Linked DNA regions of Ovis aries: region 2 is linked to region 1. The links are chromatin contacts, called in public Hi-C maps. All regions are on one chromosome and are shown on one strand. The core of a region is the stretch at or near the end of the contact, and the rest is flanking DNA. Distances in the headings are between cores, read along the strand shown.

Region 1 (6,774 bases), core at 2,938-5,437:
CAAGTGTTTGCCAAATTTGTTTAACAGCTGAAAAAATATTTTTAACTAGGAATCTTGAGTGATGAGATTCTAAGGAACAGCTGTTGGAAAATGCTTTTTGAATGGCAGAATTTTAGATACTAAATTGTGGCAAAGGAGCAGTCAACGTATGGCAGGAGTTCTTTCCTGGAGCCTGTCCTTATGATGCTTACCCGTCTCAGGGTAGATCAGCCCCACCGTTCTGTGGAATTAATCACCGTGTTCTCATATTCCAGCCCGAGGAGGACAGAGCAGAGGGTGCTGACTTGAGGTCAGAGGCTTCTCCTGGGCTCAGTCTATCCATCCTCGGCCTTTGAATAAGGACCACCTACAATTCCTCATTGGCTCCGGGTGTAGGGTTTTTTGTCCTTTCTGATGTTGTGCATCCTTAGTGCCCAGACTCTGCCTGGCCTGATTTAGATGCTCACTAGCTATGTGTTAAACAGAACTCCTGGCCCTCTGTGTCCTGGCAAAGTCACTAGAAACCTAACCCGGCATTTCCTTTGCAGAGTCTGTACTTGCACAGCAGGTCAGACCCTTTGGAAGGTTCAGGAGAGCAGCAGTGGCTGGGAACTCCTGATTGGATGTGGTGGGCCCAGTCCTCAGCCACAGATGGAAAATGACATTTCGCTTGTCAATCAAACGAAACCCGTATCTGCCCAAGTCTGGTCATTCCAGGATGGTGGGAAGCAGGGGTTCAGTGAAGCCTTTACAGGCTCCACCGGCTGAGTCGCTATCCCCCAGCTTACTGCTGCCCAGTCTAACAATGATGTGCAGAGTATTTAACCACTTACGTGGCAAAATACATTTTATAAACAAATGTATTTCAGTAAATCATTATATAAGTAAGAAATTAAATTTTCCCTGTGTATTCTCTAAACTAAACTCATCCTGAAGCTACTTATGCTGTGATATAAGAAAATGGCCACCAAATCATTCTAATTATTTCTAAGTCTCTTATTGATGTTTAGAAATTTCTGGATGGGGACTTCCCTGGTGGTCCAGTGGTCAAAACTTCATTTTTCAAAGCAGAGGGTGCAGGTTTGACCCGCTGGTCAGGAAGCTAAGATCCCACATGTCTCTTGGCCCAGAAAACCAAACCATAAAACAGAAACAATATTGTAAAAAATTCAGTGAAGACTTTTAAGATGGTCCACATCAAAAAAATCTTTTAAAAAAATTACAGCTCATGGAGCCTGTACCTGGAGCCCCTTTGCTTCCGTCCCCACCTGCAGTGGTGTCCCCCACTGACCTCCTGCCCACCCGGGCCCCTCCTGAGGGCCCACAGGGTCTGTGTCCATGCAGCTACCAACCTTGAGCTGCTTGGCTCATGGACCAGTATCCCAAGTCCATTACCACCTGCAGGGTGGCCTTAGATGGTCATCCAGTGATATGTGGTCTAACCTCAGCTGTTTATCAGCCCTCAGGGCCGTGGTTCTGTGTGTTAACCTGCAGGAACACTGTGCCAGTGCATAGGGCTGGATATCAGCCATGGTCTTGTCCCTTCTGAGTAGCTCAAGGCCCCGTCTTCTTCTCACGCCTTGCCTTTGGTAACCACACATCTGATCTCTTTTTCAATGCAGTTTTTCTTTTCAAGATTCCCCGTGTAATTGAGGGCATACAGTATTTGTCTTTCTGTGTCTGACTTATTTCACTTAGCACAATGCCCTCAAGTTCTATTCACATCTTGCAAATGGCAGAATTTCCTTCTTTCTTATGGCTGAATATTCCGTTGTGTGTGTGTATATATATAGACTGCAGCTTCTTCACCCATTTATTTATCAGTGTTCACTTCAGTTGTTTCCATGTTTTGGCTGTTGTGAGCAGTGCTGCTATGAACATGGGTATCTCTTCAATGTAGTGTTTTCATTTCCTTCCGTTATATTTCCAGAAGTAAAATTGCTGGATCATATGGTAGGTCCATTTTAAATAAACCAAAAGTAGAATTGGCCCATTTTTAAATTGGATTGTTTGTTTGTTTGTTGGCTATTTAGTTGTATGAATTCTTTATTGTTGTTCAGTCACTAAGTCATGTCTGACTCTTTGTGACCCCATGGACTGCAGCACCCCAGGCTTCCCTGTCCTTTGCTGTGTCCTGGAGTTTGCGAAAACTCATGTCCATTGAGTCGGTGATGCCATCCAGCCATCTCATCCTCTGTTCCCTCCTTCTCCTCCTGCCCTCAATCTTTCCCAGCATTGGGGTCTTTTCCAGTGAGTCATCTCTTTGAATCAGGTGGCCAAAGCATTAGAGCTTCAGCTTCAGCATCAGTCCTTCCCATGAATATTCAGGGATGATTTCCTATAGGATTTTAGAATAAATTCTTTATATATTTTAGCTATCAACCCCCTACTAGACATAAGATTTGTAAATATTTTTCCCATTATATAGGATGTCATTTCATTTTCTTGAATATTTATTTTGCTATGCAGCCTGAATATTTTGACACTCTGCCCTGGGTAATACTTTTTCCCCAATAGCTTGGGCACTTAAGAAGAGATCTTTAATTCCAAATGGTTTAAGGAAAATTTTCTTAACACACCTGAGCACCAGAATCAGCCATTTGATGAGCTCCTTTGCTGTCCACCTGAAGCTATCACAACATTGTTAATTGACTATACTCCAATATAAAGTAAAAAGTTAAATACAAAAAAAAAAAAAAAAGGAAAGGAGCAGTCATTTGAGTGAGACTGAGAAATGAATACTGAAACTGCATGTGTGGACTGGGTCTGCGTCTGGTGTTGAGGAGAACCTTTAGCTTAGGGGGCCTCTGTTTGGGGTCCAGTGCAAGCACCCAGTTTTCCTCTCCATTTATAGGGACAGTGCTAAATCTAGCGACATACCTCAGTGAGACTGAGACTTAGGAAATTCATGGTTGGTTGTTATCAGGGCCTCCTGCCACTCTGCAAACCACCCCTACGGAGAGTGATGCACAATTTCCTTTAGGTTAATTCCATAAGTTGCATTTCAGAAAGAAAGAGTGACCTGACATTACAGGGAAACCACTTTTAGTTGCTCCATTTCCTGGAGCCTACAGCTTTTTTTTTTCTTTTGGTACAGCTGGCAAAACGCCTGGGACAAGATGTATTCAAATCAAGTCAAAGCAGAGCTGTGATCAGAGAAACAGATGGCCCACCTAAGGTGAAAAAATTACTTTCTTGCGGGGAAAGGCCGGGTGGTTTATTCACGTCTCCCTCTAGGAAGGCAGGAATGTGCACAGGCAGAATAAATACAACACATCACAGGGCATGCCACAGATGAGCAGAGTCACTGGTTCTGAGCCAGGCAGCGAGAGGCATCGTCCTGCTCCAGGAAGGCTGCGGGAACTTGTCACACACATAGGAAAGTGTTCCCAGACCTGGAAAGTCACTCCATCAGTGGAAGCAATAAGAATCAGGACATAAGGGACGAGACCCTGCAGTCCACTCTTGCTGAGAGCCTGTCATGACACGCTGAGAAGACGGGGAACGGTTAGGATGAGCCAGGCACAGGCTCAGGAAAATGACTGAATATGAACAGAGCAGAACTGTGTTGTGTTTCATCTGAAGAAACCCTGTCTGGGGTTAATGTGGTTGGAGGTGTGGTAGACAGATAATCTGGGTCTGTTTAGAAAAGGGGAGACCTGCAATGGGAATCCACCACTGCTTATCTAATACTCTCTGCAGAGGTGGTTGTTCAGTGTTTAGTTGCTAAGTCATGTCCGACTCTTTGGGACCTCATGGACTGTAGCCTGCCAGGCTCCTCTGTCCATGGAATTCTCCAGGCAAGAAGACTGGACTGGGTTTTCGTTTCCTTCTCCAGGAGATCTTCCCCACCCAGGGACTGAATGGATATCTCCTGCATTGGCAGACGGACTCTTTAGTACTGAACCACCAGGGAGGCCCTAAATGCAAAATAGAAATACCAGCATTGCATATTAATGTCTTCTTTCCCTGACTGGGAGAGTTGGCCAGAGGACTAATAGTGATGACTGTTGTAAAAATGACCTTGAAATAGTTGCTACATAGATAAAATAAGAGATACCTTCACTTGCAACTGAGATTTATGGAGGTTCTGTGAGATGGCAAAATGGGGTTTGCAATGCAGGATGTTTATTGCTCCCAGAGGCTGTGGCTAAGCTCTTATGAAGCAAGGTTTCAGTTGAGTAGTGATTGAGTAATTAGAACAGAGATGCATTGTGTAACTCCTCCTTCCTCTTTGTTTATTGTGAACCAGTGAATATCCCTAGTATCAAGCTATAGGCCAGCTTAATATATTTGATTTTTTAATATTTCATATCATAAGAGCTCAACGGTTCTTGCAAAAAGTACCCACAGAAAGCCATAGCCTTATATGTATCTCTGCTGATGCTGAGCTTGTCTGATAGATTCATACATGGGCATCCTAACAGCCTTGTGTTTAAAGGGAACAAGAACTTACATTTAACCACCTTATCTTTACTTCTCATGGCTAAACTGTGAGACTGATATTATATTCCATATGTTAAGGGTGGAATTGAGATGCAGAGAGATTAAGTAACTTTCTCCAGGCAGTAGAGTACCTTCAAAGCTGAAAAAACATGCTCTCTTCTGCTCAGTTTTATACAGGAGAAGAGAGTGAAGTTGCTCAGTCGTGTCTGACTCTTTGTGACCCCGTGGACTGTAGCCCACCAGGCTCCTCCGTCCATGGGATTCTCCAGGCAAGAATACTGGAGTGGGTTGCCATTTCCTTCTCCAGGGGTTCTTCCTGACCCAGGGACTGAACCCAGGTCTCCTGCATTGCAGGCAGACGCTTTAACCTGAGGTGTTAATATAGTTGTTGTTCAGTTGCTCAGTCACGTCTGACTCTTTGTGATCCCATGGACTGTCCTTCACTGTCTCCCCGAGCTTGCTCAAACTCATGTCCATTGAGTAGATGCTACCATCCAATCATCTCATCCTCTGTCGCCCCCTTCTCCTCCTGCCTTCAATCTTTCCAGCATCAGGGTCTTTTCCAGTGAATTGCCCTCCACATCAGGTGCCCAAAGTATTGGAGCCTCAGCATCACTTCTTCCAATGAATATTCAGGATTGATTTCCTTTAGGATTGACTGGTTTGATCTCCTTGCAGTCCAAGGGACTCTCAAGAGTCTTCTGCCACAGCACAGTTTGAAAGCATCAATTCTTCAGCCTTCTTTATGGTCCAACTCTCACATCTGTACATGACTATTGGAAAAATCATAGCTTTGACTATATAGTAGAGCAGGATTTTCAGATTTCAAACCAGGCCCATCTGACCCCAAAGTCACTGCTCCTTCTGCTGTGCTCTGTGGACATGTTGGCATATAGAAGGCTTAAGAAACTGCTAAGGGTTATTTTTGTTTGTTTTTAAATAGTTATGCTATTCTTTTTTACAGTTGTATGTATGTGTGTAAAGTACATATAATATACAATTTACCACCTTACCGATTCTTTTTATTTATTTTTCTTTTTATAATTTTATTTATTCATTTATTTATTTTTATTTTTACTGTGCAGGCTTTTCTCTAGTTGCAGTGAGCAAGGGTTACCCTCTGATTGCTGTTCGTGGGCTTCTTGTTGCTGTGACTTCTCTTGTTGCAGAACACAGGTTTGAGGCACGTGGGCTTCAGTGGTTACAGCGCATGGGCTTGGTAGTTGTGGCCCATGGGCTTAGTTACTCCACTGCATGTGGAATCTTCCTGGACCGGGGATTGAACCCGTGTCCCCTGCATTGGCAGACAGATTCTCATCCACTGTGCCACCAGGGAAGTCCCATCTCACCCAGTTTTAAGTTCAGTGATAGTGAAATGCATTCATAACACTGCATCCATCACCACCATCCTTCTCGGTAACGTTTTGCATCTTATAAAACTAAAGCTGTGTTCCTGCTAAGCAATAATTCCCCCTTCCCGTCTCTTCCAGCCCCTGGGAACCACCAGACTACTTTTGTCTCCAAGAATTTGGCTACTCTTAGTACCTCATACATCTACTCATGTTCTCTTTTGGTGGCTGTTTGCATGAAATAACTTTTTCCATCCTCTTACTTTCATTCTGTTTATGTCTTTGGGTCTAAAATGGGTCTCTTCTAGATGTAGTCATATTCTGTGTTTTTATCAATTCTGCCAATCTCTGTCTTTTGATTGAAGAGTTTATTTCAGTTCAGTTCAGTCGCTCAGTCATGTCCGACTCTGCGACCCCATGGACTGTAGCATGCCAGGCCTCCCTGTCCATCACCAACTCCCGGAGTTTACTCAAACTCATGTCCATTGAGTCAGTGATGTCATCCAACCTTCTCATCCTCTGTTGTCCCCTTCTCCTCCTGCCTTCAATCTTTCCCAGCATTAGAGACTTTTCCAATGAGTCAGTTCTTCCCATCAGGTGGCCAAACTATTGGAGTTTCAGCTTCAGCATCAGTCCTTCCAATGAATATTCAGGACTGATTTCCTTTAGGATGGACTGGTTGGATCTCCTTGCTGTCCAAGGGACTCTCAAGAGTCTTCTCCAGCACCACAGTTTAAAAGCATCAGTTCTTCAGCCCTCAGCTTTCTTTATAGTCCAACTCTCACATCCATACATGAGCACTGGAAAAACCATAGCCTTGACTAGATGGACGGTTGTTGGCAAAGTAACGTCTCTGCTTTTGAATATGCTGTCTAGGTTGGTCATAACTTTTCTTCCAAGGAGTAAGCGTCTTTTAATTTCATGGCTGCAGCCATCATCAGCAGTGATTTTGGGGCCCCCCAAAGTAGAGTCTGCCACTGTTTCCACTGTTTCCCCATCT
Region 2 (6,774 bases), core at 1,668-4,167, 75 kb before region 1:
CCTAATTCAAATACAAGCAACTGCTTTCTCAAACGAGCATTTCTTAATAACTGCTTTCACCTGTAAATAGAAATCCTAGTGGAATTTCATCTCATTAGTCATGGAAAATCATAATAATCATCTCAAAAGCTTTCTTGGTTACCCAGAATTCTAGGCTTAAGACCACACTGATTTTTGAAATCTTAAAATGCCAACTAAAAAGAAAAAACCCAAGAGACAAGTTAGCTAACAAATGAACATAAATGTCAAGAAGAAAACTTGCTCAGTGTGTTAAGACTGCATACATTTTTAAAGTTCATTAAATTCCAGAATTGATTTTTAAAGAACACTCTGTGTAAATATGAATATTGGCATGTTTGACTTTTAACAAAACATTTTACTAAATCAACCATGTCTAAGAACTATTAGGCAGAAAGACAAAAAAAGTGATATGGCTCCAGACCATGAAAGTAAAAGCTAATTTAGCATATAAGACAAGAACAATAGGAATAATATATATAATTTTATTACAAAATTTTTTTAAAAAAACAAAACGCAACATTCTCATTCTAGAAAACCCAAAAGTTGCTATTGATGCTAATTTCTATGAGTTTGCTGTGCTACCATACACAAGTCAAGAAATTAAAGAAACCATTAAATATTTAGAAACATTTAACATCAGAAGCTTGAAACTCTAACTGTATGTAGTAGCCCCTCAAAAGCCACAACTTGCATTTATAAAAAAGTATTTTCTCTACAAAGAATCTTATCAGCTATACAAAAATCTGTACAGTTTTTATACTGAAGCTAATATTGAGCTGCACTTGAATTCACATTCTTAGCAAAACAATTGCCTGAGCACACACACACACTCCACACACATCATTACAAGATAGCCATTTATTCCTCGTCTTCCTCCTCCTCCTCCTCATCTTCATCTTCTTCCTCCTCCTCTTCCTCCTCATCTTCTGGTTCATTTTTCTTCTTGGAGCCTGTCGGCCTGCCAGGGCCCTTTTTTCCCGCTTCACTCTTGCCCTTGGCACGGTATGCAGCAATATCCTGAAATAGTTAAAAAAAATAAAATCAGCATCCGGTGTCATTACCCAACCTTGAAAACCACCAAGTTGTAAACAATCTGCGATTATTGGCCAATAACCCCAATGATAGTCTAAAACTCGGGTTTTGAGAGCATTTGATCCCCATAGATCTTAGAAAGCTAACTACTGGGGTGTATTAGACTGATGTCAGTACTTCACTACCATTATCTGTTAATCTCACACAGCCCCCACCCCCTAACTTCACATCTTAGATACATCTACATAAAACATTTGGCCCTCCAGTCTTTTCAACTAAGAGACCTATTTTACTACAAATGAGTCTGAATGCACCAACCTACCAATGCTACAGACATTGGTTTCGGTCAAAAGAAAAGTTTCAATTAGCTTGCGTTGCCTAAGTGTACAATTCTCACTAGACCTTTTCAAAACAAAACTGAAAACCATTAACACAGAACTATGTATATAGCTCCCAAATTTCTACAGTTTCTATTTCTAACATACTGATTTAGAAAATATCTACTGGATTTCACACTGGCTTAAAAAAAAAAAGTGAGGACAACACACCTTTTCGTATTTCTCCTTTAGCTTAGCTGCTTTCTGTTCATACGGCTGTTTATCTTTGGCTGACTGCTCAGACCACATTTCACCCAGTTTTTTTGCAGTATCCCCAATGGATAAGCCAGGGTGTTCACTTTTGATCTTTGGGCGATGTTCGGAGCAAAACAGGAAGAAGGCAGATCTGAAAGGAAGGAACAGAGTTGTAATAACTTGAATGAAAAAAAATGGAGGGGGGGGGAGGCAATTCGGTTGGTTTTAAAAGACACTTACGGAGGCCTTTTCGGAGCGTTGGGATCTTTTTTCTTTCCCTTCTTGTCACCTTTAGGAGGGACATAATTTTTCATCTCCCTGTCGTAGCGAGCTTTGTCACTTTTTGCCATGTCTTCGAACTTGGACTTTTCCTTGGCCGACATGGTCTGTAAGCATAGAAAGAATAGTAAATATATAGCAGGACTCGAAACCCGTATCCGTCTCCAAAAAAGTGTGATCCTCTTTAGCTCCCGGTTTTCCTCAGTAAGGACCGTTTTGCCTCAGTCACCTTAAAATAAACAAGCACCCTAAGTCCTGTACTTCAAACTCGTAATAGAACAGGCGTGCGCGTCAGTCGCGAGGGGAAGTTCAAAGTCACGGCCACCCGCCCGCGTGAGGCCCCCAGGCGCCCCGGCTCACCTTCCATCTCTCGGAACATTTCTTGGAAAACTCTGCGAAATTGACTGAGGAGTCGGGGTGCTTCTTCTTGTGCTCCTCGCGGCAGGTCTGCACGAAGAAGGCGTACGAAGACATCTTGCCCCGCGGCTTGTTGGGGTCGCCCTTCCCCATGATGCTGCTGCTGCGGCGGAGGCTGCCTGTCCACCTGGCGGGAGAGCGGTCGAGCGCTGGCGGGCGGGGCTGCTTCCCGCCCAAACGCCCGCGCCCTCCCCCCTGCCACACTCGCGGGCCTGCCGCCCGCCCCAGCCTAGCCCTTCCTGACAGGAAAGCCCCGGGCTTCCACGCCGCGAGCCGCGTCCCCAGCTGCCGCCTCGCGCCCCGCGTTCAAAGACTCCGGAGACGGGCCCAGCCGAGCTCCGCGCCTCCGCAGCCCGGCCCGTCAGGCCCGCACCCGGAAACCAGCAGCGGGGCTCGCCCCCAGCAGCAGCGGCGCCCCAGCAAGCCGTGACGGAAGGAGGCCAGCCGACCGCGCACCCGGGGCCCGGAGCGGGCTCTTGCCTGGTGAGAGATTTTCCTCAGAGTTCCGCGCAGCGGCCGCTTCTGACCGCTACGCTGCCGCCCTGGCTCCGGCGTGAACTGGTTCGTCGCTAACGCAATCCTCCGCCTCTTGTTTTGCAGACTTCTCCGCGCCACTGCAACTTGACGAGCCGGGTCACAGACCACACCCCCGCCGCTCCGATTGGCCCTGGGGATTATTCAAACTCGAGGAGGCCCCGCCCCCTCACCAAGACGGCTTTCTATTGGTCATTATGGCGCCAGGTCCGTCCCCCCGGCCGCAGCCTAGCAGGTTCGGTGGGTCGCCCGGGTCGTTAACTCCCAGACCCGTTAGAACCGGTCAGGAGAGGAATGTGCTACTCGATCCTGATTGGCGGCCAGCAGAGGGTTTGAAAAATGGCGGGCCTGGCGCTGACTGGCTGAGGCAGGCGGCGGGGGGCGTGGCTGGCCCGCGGGGTAAACCCAGCCGGATTTAAAAATTCCCAGTAGCTAGCCGCAGGGCAGGTCTTCCGGGTTCGCGGCACTTGGTTTGCTGGCGCTGAGGCGGCAGAAGTAACGTCCCTGCTGGCCCCGACGGCTGCCCTGGTCCTGTTTGTCCCCCGCCCCAGCGCGGCCCGCAGCCCTGGCTCCCGGCTCGGTGGTCGCCGCCCCATCCAGAGAATAACAAATGGGCAGGTTGAGGAGCGTGCGCTGCGGCCAACGGCCAGCCCCGCCAGGTGTCGCAGAGGCTTGGGTAGGACCAGAGGAAGACGGGTGACGCGGACCGAGGAGGGGTGGGGGGAAACGTTCGGGGCTATAGCCCCGCCTGTGAAGTCCCTGCGGGACCCCTCTTCCCTCTCCCTTTGTCTGGGCGTCTTATTCCGGGGTAAACAGGGCCGCCGGTAGGCGGTGTCTTCCCGGCCCCGCCCCTGCACCCGGGCCTAGTTCCCAGACCGCGAACCCGGGGCTAGGTCCACACCTCGCCTCCGTCCTTCACTCATAACCCCTCACCCGATCGCTCCGCGGAGGGTTCTAAGCCTTGCGACCCTGGCCTTAAGGCCCGCTCGCTGTCACCGCGATGGTCCCTGTCCGGTCCCTGCAATGCGGTCGTTTTTAAAACCTTCCTGTCGAAAATCTCGTGAACGCTCTGCACCCCCCACCGCATTTAAGCGTGCCCTGTCGTTTCAAGGGTTCTCCAAGCGCAAGTTAAGAACCTTCGTTTTAGTTTCTGGTACAAGCGCGTGCGAGCGCATCGGAGCGACCTTAACTTACTGCTTCCAGGGGTCACCAGTCGCCCTTCCCGGGGTAGGAGGACGTTGACTGACATCTTAAGCTATTTCTGTGTTGTATTTAACTTGGAGGGTTATTTTTCCTGTTGGCGCATATGTTACAGTGACAGTTGGTTTCAACAGATTTTAAATACTCAGTAACTTCGCTGGCATTTGTTAGACTGCGTACTCCTATTTGGTTTGTATACTGTTATTCGGCTCGGTTGAACCTCAGTTCCGGCAGCTATTTATCTAGATTTATTAATAAAAACTAGGTTTTTGAAAACGGAAATGGATGTTAGTTGCACAATGTTATGCATGTACTTAGTATTACTGAGTTTAAAAATAAATTTGAAAACTAAGGCATTAATGATCTTTTTGTTGCTATTTGAATAATTATGATTTTTTTATTTGAATTTTTGTGTGTTTTTATAGCACAATTGTAACTGATTTTATTTGACAATAGGGTCACTGCAAACGTAATTAGTTACGATGAGGTCATACTGGAACTGGGTGGACCCCTAATCTAATATGACTAGTATCCTTGTAAGAAGAAAGGTTAAGTTTGGCCATAGAGTTAGGCATGGCGGTAAGATGATGTGAAAAAAACACGGAGAGGATGGCCATCTACAAGCTAAGGAAAGGGTCTGCAATAGATCTCCCTTAAAACCATCAGAAGGAGCCAACCCTGCTGACACCAGTTTCCATTCTTTATTCCATCACAGCAAAGAACAGGAAAACATTTCTATATTTAGTCTACTTTTACGCTCCATGTAAGTCTTCACTCTGCTGTACTTCCTGATCTAAAAGTAACATTGAGATGCACAATGAAGTCATAAATAAGGTTTGAGTGAGATCTAGACAGTGGTTGGTTATAGCAGTTTTTTTTAATAGAAACTATATAGAGAATCTGGTATGAACAGAGGCCCTGGCAGGCCACATAGAGTCACAAAGAGTGGGATCAGACTAAGCAACTGAGCAAGTGCATCAGATGATGAGTTGGATCACACACACAAAAATCTTAATCCCAAATGTTTAGAAAGAATGGATTAAATATACAAAAGGCCTAGTTCACTATTATGCATTACTTAGCATATATTCACTATGCCATTAGTCGAACTATTGTAATTTTATCAGAAAACTGAAATGTCCTCTGAAGAGATAGTACTAAAGATGTTTCTCATTTTGCTTCTAATCCTGCAATGGCTGTAAATGGGAAAATAAGATTGTATTTCTAAAGAAAAGGTGGTCAACTTTAAAGCCATTTCTTTTCAGAAACATCAATTTTGTATATTCCAAAACTAATTTTCCAGATTTGATTTTTTTTAGAATACTGGCATCTTTCTAAAAGATCATAAAGAGGAAAGTGTTTATGTTTTTTAATTTTTTTTAATGAATAAATTACAGTCCAACAAGGGCTGTGATTTTGAATGGTACATTTAACATTTCTAGACTTTCAGTTGACAGTAAAGTGACATTTGGGGGACAATCTCTATAATTCTGTGAGTATGTAACCATGCTATGCTAAGTTGCTTCAGTTGTGTCGGACTTTTGCGACCCTGTGGACGGTAGCCTGCCAGGCTCCTCTGTCCATGGGATTTTCCAAGCAAGAATACTGGAGTGGGTTGTCATTTCCTTCACTATGTGTGTGTGTTGTTTAGTCGCTAAGTTGTGTCCAGCTCTTTTAAGACTCCATGGAGTGTAGCCTGCCAGGCTCTTCTATCCTTGGGATTTCCCAGGCAAGAATACTGGAGTGGGTTGCAACTTCCTCATCAATGTGATCATAATATGAGGAATATTTTAATATTAACAATTGTTAGGTGGTTAAGAGATTATAATTAATATTAAAAGATAAATATCTTGGTTCCAGGAAATCCTTTGGTTATAAGTACCAACAAGTGTGAGCCCAGTTATTTCAGAACAGTATTTGATGAATTTTACAGCTACTCAAATGTACTAAAATATATAGAACAAACTTCGGATTATACATTACTGTTCAGTCATCTTAGTCTTCTGGTAAAATGATCTTACCAGGGCTTTTTCCACTAGATGATTCCAGTATATCACTTTATTTGCCAAACTTTGCCTGAATTCAGCATCTCACAAACTGTAAACAGTGAAAATCTTTAGCAGTAAATTAATTATGAGCTAAGATCAAAGCTGTTTGGAAAGTTTGTCCCCTATCCTATAAGTATAAATAGCTGTTCTATAGAGAAACTGGAATTTATCTATAGCAATGCCAACCTGGCAGGATTGTGTAGAAGTGTTCTGGGTTGTACTACCTATTGAAATTCATGTCATTTACTCAGTCACTTATCCTAAAAATGTGTATTTTTCATAATTTAATCATCAAATCAGACTAGAAAACCTTGAGGAAAGGGCAATATATACATTTTTTGTATCTCCCCCTCACACACACAAAGCAGTGAATAATTTCTCAATAATTACTATTAACTTTATTAATTTATCAACTCATCATTACCTGATGATGTACTTGCTTAGCTGTGTCTTGACTCTTTGTGAGTCTATGGACTGTGGCTTGCCAGGCTCCTCTGTTCATGGGATTTTCCCAGCAAGAATGCTGGAATGGGTTGCCATTTCCTATTCCAAGGGATCTTCCCAAACTCCAGTCTCCTTAGTCTCCTGAAGTACAGGTGGGTTCTTTATCACTGAAGCCCCTCAACTCATATAATCACAATTAAGTATACTTTCCATAAGGTAGGCTGCAT

The links. Hi-C and Micro-C count contacts between places; a contact is called where the count stands out from the background.
Region 2: a contact with region 1 is called in a Hi-C map of mixed tissues, with 3 times the contacts expected there. The contact joins the promoter of HMGB2 here to the enhancer-like site in region 1. A contact is called at or near these places in 10 of 16 Hi-C or Micro-C datasets (blood, hypothalamus, liver and 6 more).

The regions. Positions count from the first base shown.
Region 1 is chr2:107,323,489-107,330,262 of ARS-UI_Ramb_v3.0, reverse strand. The region is part of intron 1 of SCRG1 (stimulator of chondrogenesis 1); the gene reads right to left. Among named protein-coding and RNA genes, the nearest start is that of SAP30, 49 kb to the left of the region's middle. Within about 2 kb of position 4,187, at least 13 of the 54 cell types and tissues checked have an H3K27ac peak or open chromatin away from gene starts, as enhancers often do. A contact at or near this core is called in hypothalamus, where this site is marked.
Region 2 is chr2:107,397,017-107,403,790 of ARS-UI_Ramb_v3.0, reverse strand. It overlaps HMGB2 (high mobility group box 2), which reads right to left and starts at 2,917. Exons shown (of 5, transcript XM_015093279.4): 1 at 2,802-2,917; 2 at 2,265-2,448; 3 at 1,866-2,011; 4 at 1,602-1,776; 5 at 490-1,038. The coding sequence starts at 2,414. The coding sequence ends at 880.